2 separate regions of the Ovis aries genome follow, and region 2 is linked to region 1. Evidence: chromatin contacts called from public Hi-C data. All regions are on one chromosome and are shown on one strand. The core of a region is the stretch at or near the end of the contact, and the rest is flanking DNA. Distances in the headings are between cores, read along the strand shown.

What was found. A called contact is a pair of places that touch in the nucleus more often than the background predicts.
Region 2: a Hi-C map of liver shows a contact between it and region 1, with 4 times the contacts expected there. The contact joins two enhancer-like sites. A contact is called at or near these places in 8 of 16 Hi-C or Micro-C datasets (blood, hypothalamus, liver and 4 more).

What each region holds. Positions count from the first base shown.
Region 1 is chr20:7,015,010-7,019,781 of ARS-UI_Ramb_v3.0, forward strand. KLHL31 (kelch like family member 31) reads left to right here. Exons shown (of 3, transcript XM_004019162.5): 2 at 1-502; 3 at 2,188-4,772. The coding sequence ends at 2,920. Among named protein-coding and RNA genes, the nearest start is that of KLHL31, 17 kb to the left of the region's middle. Within about 2 kb of position 2,917, at least 1 of the 54 cell types and tissues checked has an H3K27ac peak or open chromatin away from gene starts, as enhancers often do. A contact at or near this core is called in liver, where this site is marked.
Region 2 is chr20:7,181,800-7,186,619 of ARS-UI_Ramb_v3.0, forward strand. GCLC (glutamate-cysteine ligase catalytic subunit) reads left to right here. Exons shown (of 16, transcript XM_015102644.4): 2 at 1,071-1,183; 3 at 2,008-2,190; 4 at 4,488-4,601. Among named protein-coding and RNA genes, the nearest start is that of GCLC, 27 kb to the left of the region's middle. Within about 2 kb of position 3,537, at least 2 of the 54 cell types and tissues checked have an H3K27ac peak or open chromatin away from gene starts, as enhancers often do. A contact at or near this core is called in liver, where this site is marked.

The DNA.
Region 1 (4,772 bases), core at 1,667-4,166:
ATTTGCAGTTGCCTTCTGAAATAGTAGCATTCCAGATTGCAATGAAATGGTTAGAATTTGACCAAAAGAGAGTGAAATACGCTGCCGATCTCTTGAGCAATATTCGCTTTGGTACCATCTCTGCACAAGACCTGGTCAATTATGTTCAGTCAGTACCGAGAATGATGCAGGATGCTGACTGTCACAAGCTTCTTGTAGATGCTATGAACTACCACCTACTTCCCTATCATCAGAACACGTTACAGTCTAGACGCACGAGAATCCGAGGGGGTTGTCGTGTGCTTGTCACGGTGGGGGGCCGTCCAGGCCTTACAGAGAAGTCCCTTAGTAGAGACGTCTTGTATAGAGACCCTGAAATTGGATGGAGCAAGCTCACAGAGATGCCAGCCAAGAGTTTTAATCAGTGTGTGGCTGTGATGGATGGATTTCTTTATGTGGCCGGTGGGGAAGACCAGAATGATGCAAGAAATCAAGCCAAGCATGCAGTCAGCAATTTCTGCAGGTACTGACTCTTTTATTAGAAATAGAAATGGTTCAATATAATGAGGGAATTGCCCTGACATAGAAGGAAGCTAATCATGTCTATTAGCTTAGGTTACTGGCTCAGTAAATCAATAATAATAATAACACCACAATATACATATATAAAACTTTACATTTTATAGAGTGCACTCACATATATTCTGCACTATAAATTTCTAAATATGCCAGTGAAGCAAGCCAGGAAGAGTCTGATGATTCCGATTTTACATGTGAGAAACCTGCTAGTAAGCGGAATTCACATGTTCTTATTTCTAGCCAGGGTGCTTTTCATGATACCCTGCTTTTTTGAAAGAAACTGGGTGCAAAGTAAGAAAGATTAAAAGGATGCAAAATTTCTTTTAAGTGGATTGTTGCTGATGACTGTCAGATTCATAACTGGCAACTAGGTTGAGATTATTAAAAATGTGACAGCTAATGAATTTTAATTAATTTAAAACATTTCTTTAAAGACTAAATACCATCAATATCTTTGATGCAGGTAGAGAGCAAAAGCATACCGAATCCTGCAGAAAGTGAAATTTACATGCATGTTATTTTTGTATATTTATAATAAAAAATGAAACCTACATACACAAGAAATGTTCAGAAAGCAGTGCTTCTACTGTAGTAGTGGTTCAAAGCCAAACATAACTAATGAACAAGAGTTGAAACTTCATCTAGTAAATCATAAAAAATATTCTTTACTATTATATGCACGTGTCATTTAAATTAAACAATTAATGATTTTTAGCCTTGATAGCCATGATTAAGTCTTGACTTGGAGGTGAAATGAGACAAACATGAATGAACATCAAACAGAGTTCTGTGTTTACAATACTTGGAACTACAGAAATAGGAAAGTATTAGTTTCCTATGGGTGCTTCTTTTCCTCCAGCTGATAACTAGTGGTACTCGGCCTTTTGCGGTATTGACTTCGATGCTGATGGTATAATAATTGTAACATTGAACGCTGAAAAAAGAGTATACCTACGCTAAAAAAAAATCGGACCTATTATTAATAATAAGTGCTAGAAATTAGAGAAGCATCCAAAGTTTAGCTTTGTTGATGCGCTGAGACATGATTCTACTGTTCTCCTTCTAAACAGACGATAGAGGACTTAGTGACTAGCTTTACGGTGCCAACGGCCAGGAGAGGTGTGTGAACAAGAAGGGAGTTGTGAGAAAAGGAGAAACAAACCCAGTTAGTCAACCCCTACCTTGATTAAGCTGTGAGGATGAGCTGGGGCGGGCTGGTGTCTGAGGATACGCGGAACTGGCTTTCATGCCGCCGCGTTTCCTTTCCCCGTCTCTCATTCCACACATTCCGGCTCCGCCCCCTCCACGCGGGCATCCCCTAAATCCTGCCGGAGGATGGATATTTGAATACGGAGGAAAGGGGGTCGGAGGTCATCTCGGCGGGGCGGTTGTGGCTGGTTTACACGCGGGAGGAGCGGGAGTCGCGGTCGCCGGCCCTGCCCTTCCCAAGGACCACACTTTGCTGCTGGATCAGAGAGGACCAGCAGCCTCCATCCCGGGAAGGAGATGCTCTGGGTCCCCGGGCTCCTCGCGCGGACCGGCTGGTGATCTCCCCCTTACCCACCCCCAGCCCACACCCCTCCCCCGGTACCGCCCACCAGGCTGTCACGCTCGCTCTGCCATTTCCAGATACGACCCCCGCTTCAACACGTGGATCCACCTGGCCAGCATGACCCAGAGGCGCACGCACTTCAGCCTGAGCGTGTTCAACGGGCTCCTGTACGCAGTGGGCGGCCGCAACGCCGAGGGCAGCCTGGCCTCGCTCGAGTGCTACGTGCCCTCGGCCAACCAGTGGCTGCCCAAGGCGCCCCTGGAGGTGGCGCGCTGCTGCCACGCCAGCGCGGTGGCCGAGGGCCGCGTGCTGGTGACGGGCGGCTACATCGCCGGCGCCTACTCGCGCTCCGTGTGCGCCTACGACCCGGCGCGCGACGCGTGGCAGGAGCGGCCGGCGCTGGGCACGCCGCGCGGCTGGCACTGCGCGGTGGCGCTGGGCGAGCGCGTGTTCGTGATGGGCGGCAGCCAGCTGGGGCCGCGCGGCGAGCGCGTGGACGTGCTGACCGTGGAGAGCTGCTGCCCGGCCTCGGGCCAGTGGAGCTACGCGGCGCCGCTGCCGGTGGGCGTGAGCACGGCGGGCGCCTCGGTGCTGCACGGCCGCGCCTACCTGCTGGGCGGCTGGAACGAGGGCGAGAGGAAGTACAAGAAGTGCATCCAGTGCTTCAACCCCGAGCTCAACGAGTGGACGGAGGACGACGAGCTGCCCGAGGCCACCGTGGGCGTTTCGTGCTGCGCCCTGGCCATGCCCAACCCCGTGACCCGGGAGTCGCGCGCCAGCTCGGTGTCCTCGGTGCCGGTCAGCATCTGAGCCCGGGGAGCCGCGGGGAGAGCGAGCGGCCGGCGCGGCGACGCGTGAGCTGGGGGAGAGGAAAGGAAAATATCTAACATTTACTACGGGGCAGCCTTTTCAGATCCATCGAGGCACCCGTCTTGGGGGTTTGCAGTTGCTGGTGGGGCATCATCTACCTCTCTGTCGATTTTTTTTTTTTTTTTTTTTTTTTTCCCTTAAGCAAAAGACAGGGCCAGAGCCAAGAGAGACAAGAAGCCGTTGATTTCAGCGGCCACTGGGTGGCAGGCAGGACTCGCGGTGCGCGCTTCATCGCTGCATCCTTTTTAAACTAGAGCGGTTACACCCACCTTGGAGATGGTGCTTCCGCGGTTTAGTAACACACGAAGCTTATGTGAGTAAAAGATCTCTCGTACAAAAGTTGATTGTCCTCTTTTTTTTTTTCTTTAGGAAATTAAAAATATTCTTTATAGACTTTATTTTAAAATGGAAATCCGTCTGCGTTCATAAGGACTCAAGATTTAATTCTACGTTTCAATGCAATTTCTTTTCCTATGCATGCCTGAGTAAAAGATTTCGAAAGGCATCCCAGGAGAAAAATCATAAAGCTTAAGATGAGAGTCCGACTGGAAAGTAACAGGGACTCCACCCAGGGGCTGCCAGGTTGATGCCTTTGGCTTAAGAGTGATTCCCTCCTCCATGTCTCAGGCCCTCCAGAGTATTTCCTATCATAAAATCCTACTCTCGGAGAAGAAATTGACACCAGTCATTTCATTTCTAATGTAAATTTAAATCATTTTTCTGTTTCTCCTGGAAGTATTGGCACTTTACTTTGCTTCCCTGTTAAAGGGATTGCAAATATTGATATTACTAATAAAATTGCTAATCTAAGAACTACCCCAAGATGGTTAAAGGTAACCTTGACCTTCATGTAGGACCCCAGAAGAACATCAAATAAAAGTCTGTCCTTAAGAATCATTAACTTAAAGCAAACACAGCCCAAAGCTTATGGAGCCAGTAACAATAATTTGATTTCTTCCGCTCTTAGATGAGTGAGAATGAAGGAAATGTTTAGAATTCCTGGATTTGGCACAAGTGGGATGAATGGATTTTCCTGTTGGCAAATCCTATTGTTTACCATTTCATATCAATCCTGATTTCTTAATTAAAAATCTAACACATTCATTTCCCATTGAAATGTTAAAATAATATACGCCCATTTGATTATATATTTTTTAAATTTCATCTGTTGCAAATTAGTTTTACAAATGAAACTATATCCACTCCATATCACTTTTTTATTATGTTTGCCAAGTTTGGGAGCAAAGGAAAGATGGTAGTAAATGATACATATTTTCCTTTCTTATAATTTATCCTTTTTGATAGTTCATTTGTTTTGGAGAGGAAGGGCCTATCAATTATGGGTTATGTGCAAATGGATTTTGAAAAAATAAGACAAAGTATCTAAATGGTGAAACATGAGTATCTATGACAGTATAACTGGGTTTCCATGAACCCCCTCCTCTCCCACCTTGTGTAGATAGGTTATGGCTAGAGTTACAATATTTATATTTAAAATATTTTATTCGAACTGTGAAAGGTGGTTCATATAGTACATTTTGCGGAACAATTTTATATCATTGCCCCTGATAGAAAGTTCAGTCTCTGCGTGTTTAATGGTAACACTTGGGTAAAGGCTAAAACACCATAGGTTGAGACTAAGACATTATTAATATAAAAACATTGGGCTATTTCCTCTCCCCATGCAGGGCAATACGGAGCAGACCTGCTCCTTGGTTCTTTACTGTCCCAGACTGAGAAATAAAGCTGTGTGAGAAGCGAGTGTATGGGGCCGGTTATATCACTGAGCTCC
Region 2 (4,820 bases), core at 2,287-4,786, 170 kb after region 1:
AGGGTGCTCTCACATGTTTCCCTGAACGATCCAGCTCCGATCTTTTCACTTACATATGGATGCTGTGTGTCTTATTTTAACCGTAAATAGTGGTTCACAACCTTCAGGATTAATCCCAGCTCTCATGACTTAAAGCACACAAGTTCAGGGAAAACAAAAGCAGGTTCTATTTATACTCAGCCCAGAAAAGTCTTACTTTGGTATTTCACTCTTGATTTTTATCAGAATTCCACCAGGTATTGTTATAGATGCACTAGCGCACCTTGAATTGTAAATTCTGTGTCAGTTCAGAGTGGGGAAGTGGCCTGAATTTACTCTTGAGAAACGAAAACAAAATTGCCGAGCGTCTTCCCTGGCGGACCAGTGGCAAAGAGTCCGTGCTCGCAAGCAGGGGGGCCAGGGTTCGATCCCTGGTCAGGGAGCTAGATCCCACATGTCCCAACTAAAGATCCTGCCTGCCACAACTAACACCCGGTGCAGCCAAAAAACTAATAAAAAAAATTAAAGTAATGAAGAAACGTATACTTTTTAAAAAAGAAATTGCCACAACTCTGATGCTAACACTTCCATATCGATGTGTTTGATTATGATTTAACGGTCCACTAGCAGGGCTTATAGTGGGATGATTAAGTAACCTACCAGTGAGGAAGGGTCATCTACCTTGATGAGTACGCCCAGGTAACCCCTTTCGTAAATTTATAGTAAGCCCACTGAGGGAATACATTGTAAAACGCGACTGCTTCTTGGAGCCGCAATTTACAGAATCTTAGTTTCAAAACTTCTCTCTCGAAGTACCGTTTGTCAGAGTGGGCGTGTTGACCTTTCTAGAAGGGACTACATAAAACAGGAGAAGACAGACGTGAGTGAGAGCTCTGGTCCTCCTGCCAGACCACTGTTGGCCGCTCTCTCCGGGTTTTGCGTCATACAAGCTCCGTCGTGTAAGCCAGGGTGACTCCTCAGCTCCCTGTGACCCTTCCCAACCTCCCTGCTGCTCTCTCTCTCCTGAAGGTCGCATCAAGCTCGAGTCTGGATGGAGGAATGTTCATCTTTCTCTCCTTTATTCTCAATAGGTGGAGTACATGTTGGTGTCTTTTGATCATGAAAAGAAAAAAGCCCAGCTGGTCCTGTCTGGAGAGGAACTTCTTGAAACTCTGCAAGAAAAGGGGGAAAGGACGAACCCAAAGTAAGCTGATGGACTGGGGCCTTGTTTTTGAGTTTCTGAAACTGTTAGGACCACCGGCGTGACATCTTTCCTCCCACGTATAGGAGACCAGGGAGCCCAGCAGTTTAGGGCTCAGGCTCTGGTTCCCAGTTGCCTGGGTTCAAATCCCGCTCCCTCTACTCAATAGCTGGGCACCCTTAGGTGAGGGGTTTCGCTTTTCTGTGCCTCAGTTTCCTCTTCTGTAAATCAGGGGTGCCTCTTAGGGTGCTCACACTCTAAATACATTAGTGAGAGCTTGGAAGAGTAAATGCCACATAAAGTCTGTTTACTATTTAAATATTTAAAAAAAAAAAAAATTGGCAACGTGTTCCCAAGATCACAAACCATGGTGCCAGAGAAAACGTGCAGATGGATTTTGTTTGGCTGGAAAGATGTTCTTTTAAAAATATTTCTTTATTTCAGTAGACAGAGGTGAAGAGGGCATGTTCACTTTTCTGCCCACTAAATTTTGGGAGGCTGGGTTTGCATTTGGAGCCCAGCGTTAAACTGAAGGAGCCTTCAGCCCTCACGCCCTTCCCCGCAGAGTGGACGGGCTTGTTTGTCTTGGACAGTGCGTGCCCTGCGTGCAGCTCAGTTATTTATAAATATTTTGGACCCAGCACTTGTAACCCTTACACAGTTAAAGAGTTATGGAAGATTAACAGGCTCTGGGAACCGTAAAGCATTCTTGGCTTCTTGTATACCCAGTGGTTTCTAAATTTTTGGAAGCCGCTTTTTCAAAACTGAAAAGGGAGCAGCCTGCAGCAGAAGAGTAAGAGGGACCCGAAACCTTTGCTCCTCTGCAGCCATCCGACCCTTTGGAGACCAGAATACGGGAGCTACATGATCGAGGGGACACCCGGGCAGCCGTATGGTGGGACCATGTCTGAATTCAACACGGTTGAGGACAACATGAGGAAACGGCGCAAAGAGGCCACATCTCTCCTGGGGGAAGGCCAGGCCCTCTGCACCATCACTTCCTTTCCCAGGTTAGTCCCTGTGTCGACGTGCGCAGCTGGCGCTCCAGAGCATCGGGTGTCCAGAGAGCAGATCGCAACCTAACGCTCGACCCTGCAGCTCTCATACTGTGGATGGTTTATCCTCGTCACGCAGCATCTGACTGAATCTGTAATGTCAGAGCTGCAGGCCAAGTCGCATGCTGGCCTCCGGTGGTGGTGGGGGCAGCGGTGGGGGACTGGGGGAGGACCTGAGGGCCACACACTCCCCGGGCCGAGGGGAAGGAGCGTTGTATAAGGAAGGGCACGCGTTGCCCGCAGATCAGATCAGCAGGTTGGCTTCAGTGCTCCTGGGACGGGCGGTGCACGCAAAGAACACGGGAGCCGTCGGGTCATGTTCAGATCTCGCTGAAACAAGTTAGGATTTCTCGTCAAATCAGCTTATGGCTACAAGTTCACAAGAGTGAATATGAAGTCAATGGGATTCTGCCCTTGGCTTAGAATGAGGTGCATAAATATCACACGGTTTTATGTAGGACCTGTACGCAAGAATGCAGTTCTACCAAATCGTAAATCTGGTTATCTTTGCGAGAGATCTCTCAGGTCGTGGCAAAGTATGCTTACCTCCCCAAAGTTCAGAAGCTCTTTGAGGATTGGTATCCAAAGCCTGGAACACGCTGAACTATTTTTATACCTTTTCTTTTCCTAATAAATGTCCTCTGGGAACACAGGCATTTAGAAGTCACACCACCAGTCTTAGGACACTTAAAGGGAATTTTCTTTTTTAAAATCTCCATGGTCACATCGAAATAATCGAGGCCTTCTTGAAGCACCTCATCAAATGTTTTAGAGAAGTATCTTTTTCTCACATCATGAAGGAAGGAAGGTTGAGCGAGGAATACGTTTTATTCTAAAAATCTAATTTTTTTTTAAGTTTATCTTTTATGATGGGAGGGTATTTTTGGATTTGTAAGCAAACCAAGAGTAATAATTATTGGTTTGTAAAAGCCTAATCTTAAATGCACAGTTAAGTGATAAGGAAAGTTTTATTTGGGGATCAAGAGGGAGAAGAGGCTGGGCTTTTTTCAGTGTGAACAGGGGGATTCTCTGTTCATAAACGGGTGCAACTGCAGGGTGGCCCTGTGACCCCGTGCTCACGTGACTGTTGACACGTCAATTACTCAGGCTAATGCAACCGGAAGTGCAGTTCCTCGGTCCCTGTGGCCTTGTTCGCCTGCCAGTGCTGGCCCGGCAGGGCAGGTGGAGGGTGTCCCCACCCCTGGAGGCGCCATCGGATGGTCGGGTGGGTCGTCTAGAGGGAAGGTCCTGCTGGACGTGCAGGTCTGAGTCCCAGCCGCCCACTTCCTGCCCAGCGCGCTGGCGCTCACCTCCCCGCTCCAGCCTGACCCTGGTCAGCGGAGAGTCCCCAGGCCTCAGTCTGTCACTCTCTGCGAGGGCTTCGCCTAAGGCTTCCGGCTCGGCGTGGATAACGCAGGCTGCTGCAGGAACGCTCCCGAGACCCCGTCACATCTGGGACTGTTCCAGATGTGATGGGCAAGTTCACTGTTCTTCACAAGGTGGTTGCGGGCAACCGGTTTTATTAAAGGTGAGGCTGAAAATAAAGAAGGCACCAGCTAGTTTTGGCTCTGAGGCCAGAAATTCCCCACCCTGGAGCTGCACCCCCGCCCCCCCAGCAGCCACTCTTTCTCTGCTGGCGCTGCTCTGTGAGTCCCATGCCCGCCCCCAGCACACTCAGCAGTGACCTTAAACTTGGGAGAGCTGGTGGCATCACTGCCCGTGATGTGGAATTTGAGCTTTACGTTTACGGATGAAAGCGGAGCTTTGTTTCTGTGTTGGAATCAAAGTGCTTCTTAAGTCTAGTGAGATAATAGGGTTGGATTTCAGCCTCCGGGGGAAACCTGGAGGCGAACGGGGTCACCTGTGGGGGACCTGCCTGATCCGGAGGGATTCGGGAGGTGCTGGGCAGAGGCAGGAAACAGGAGACCCTTCCCAGGGCACCCACACTGCCGGGAAGTGAGGGTGTGCAGGGCTGACAGCCGGTACAGGAGCATGCCTCAGACAGAAGCTCCTGGGGGAAATAGCTGAGGCGGCTGTGACGTGTGCCCTGCAGACCCTGGGTGGACAGAGGCTTTTGACAAACTAGCCCAAGGCTGCAATCACAGGAGAAGAGCTTGGTGAGCAAAACGGGTTGCAGCGGGCTGGTTGCAAGGGGCCCGGGGTTGGCAGAACACCTGGTCCCCCCTGAACAAGGCAGTGTTGCACTGAGGCAGAGACACATTCCATCTCTTTAGTTCTTCCATTTCTTGTAGATTAGGCTGCCCTGGGTTCACGCTGCCTGAGTTCCAACCCAGCCCGGTAGAAGGAGGAGCTTCCAAGTCCCTCTTCTTTCCCGATGAAGCCATCAACAAGCACCCGCGCTTCAGGTGAGTGCCGTGACTCAGCGCCCGGCCCCTGCCTTGGGTGTAGTGTCGTCCCCGCCCCCACCGGGACCCTCCTGTGCGCTGCACGGCCCTTGCCGCTTGTTTCCAGGCTGGATCTGCCTGTTTTCCGAGTCATCCTAAAGTTGTTCACTTAGCTGCAAAGTCATTTCAACCCCAGGTCATTTCAGTCCCTGTTTGGAGAAGCTTTCTTGTCGTTACTTT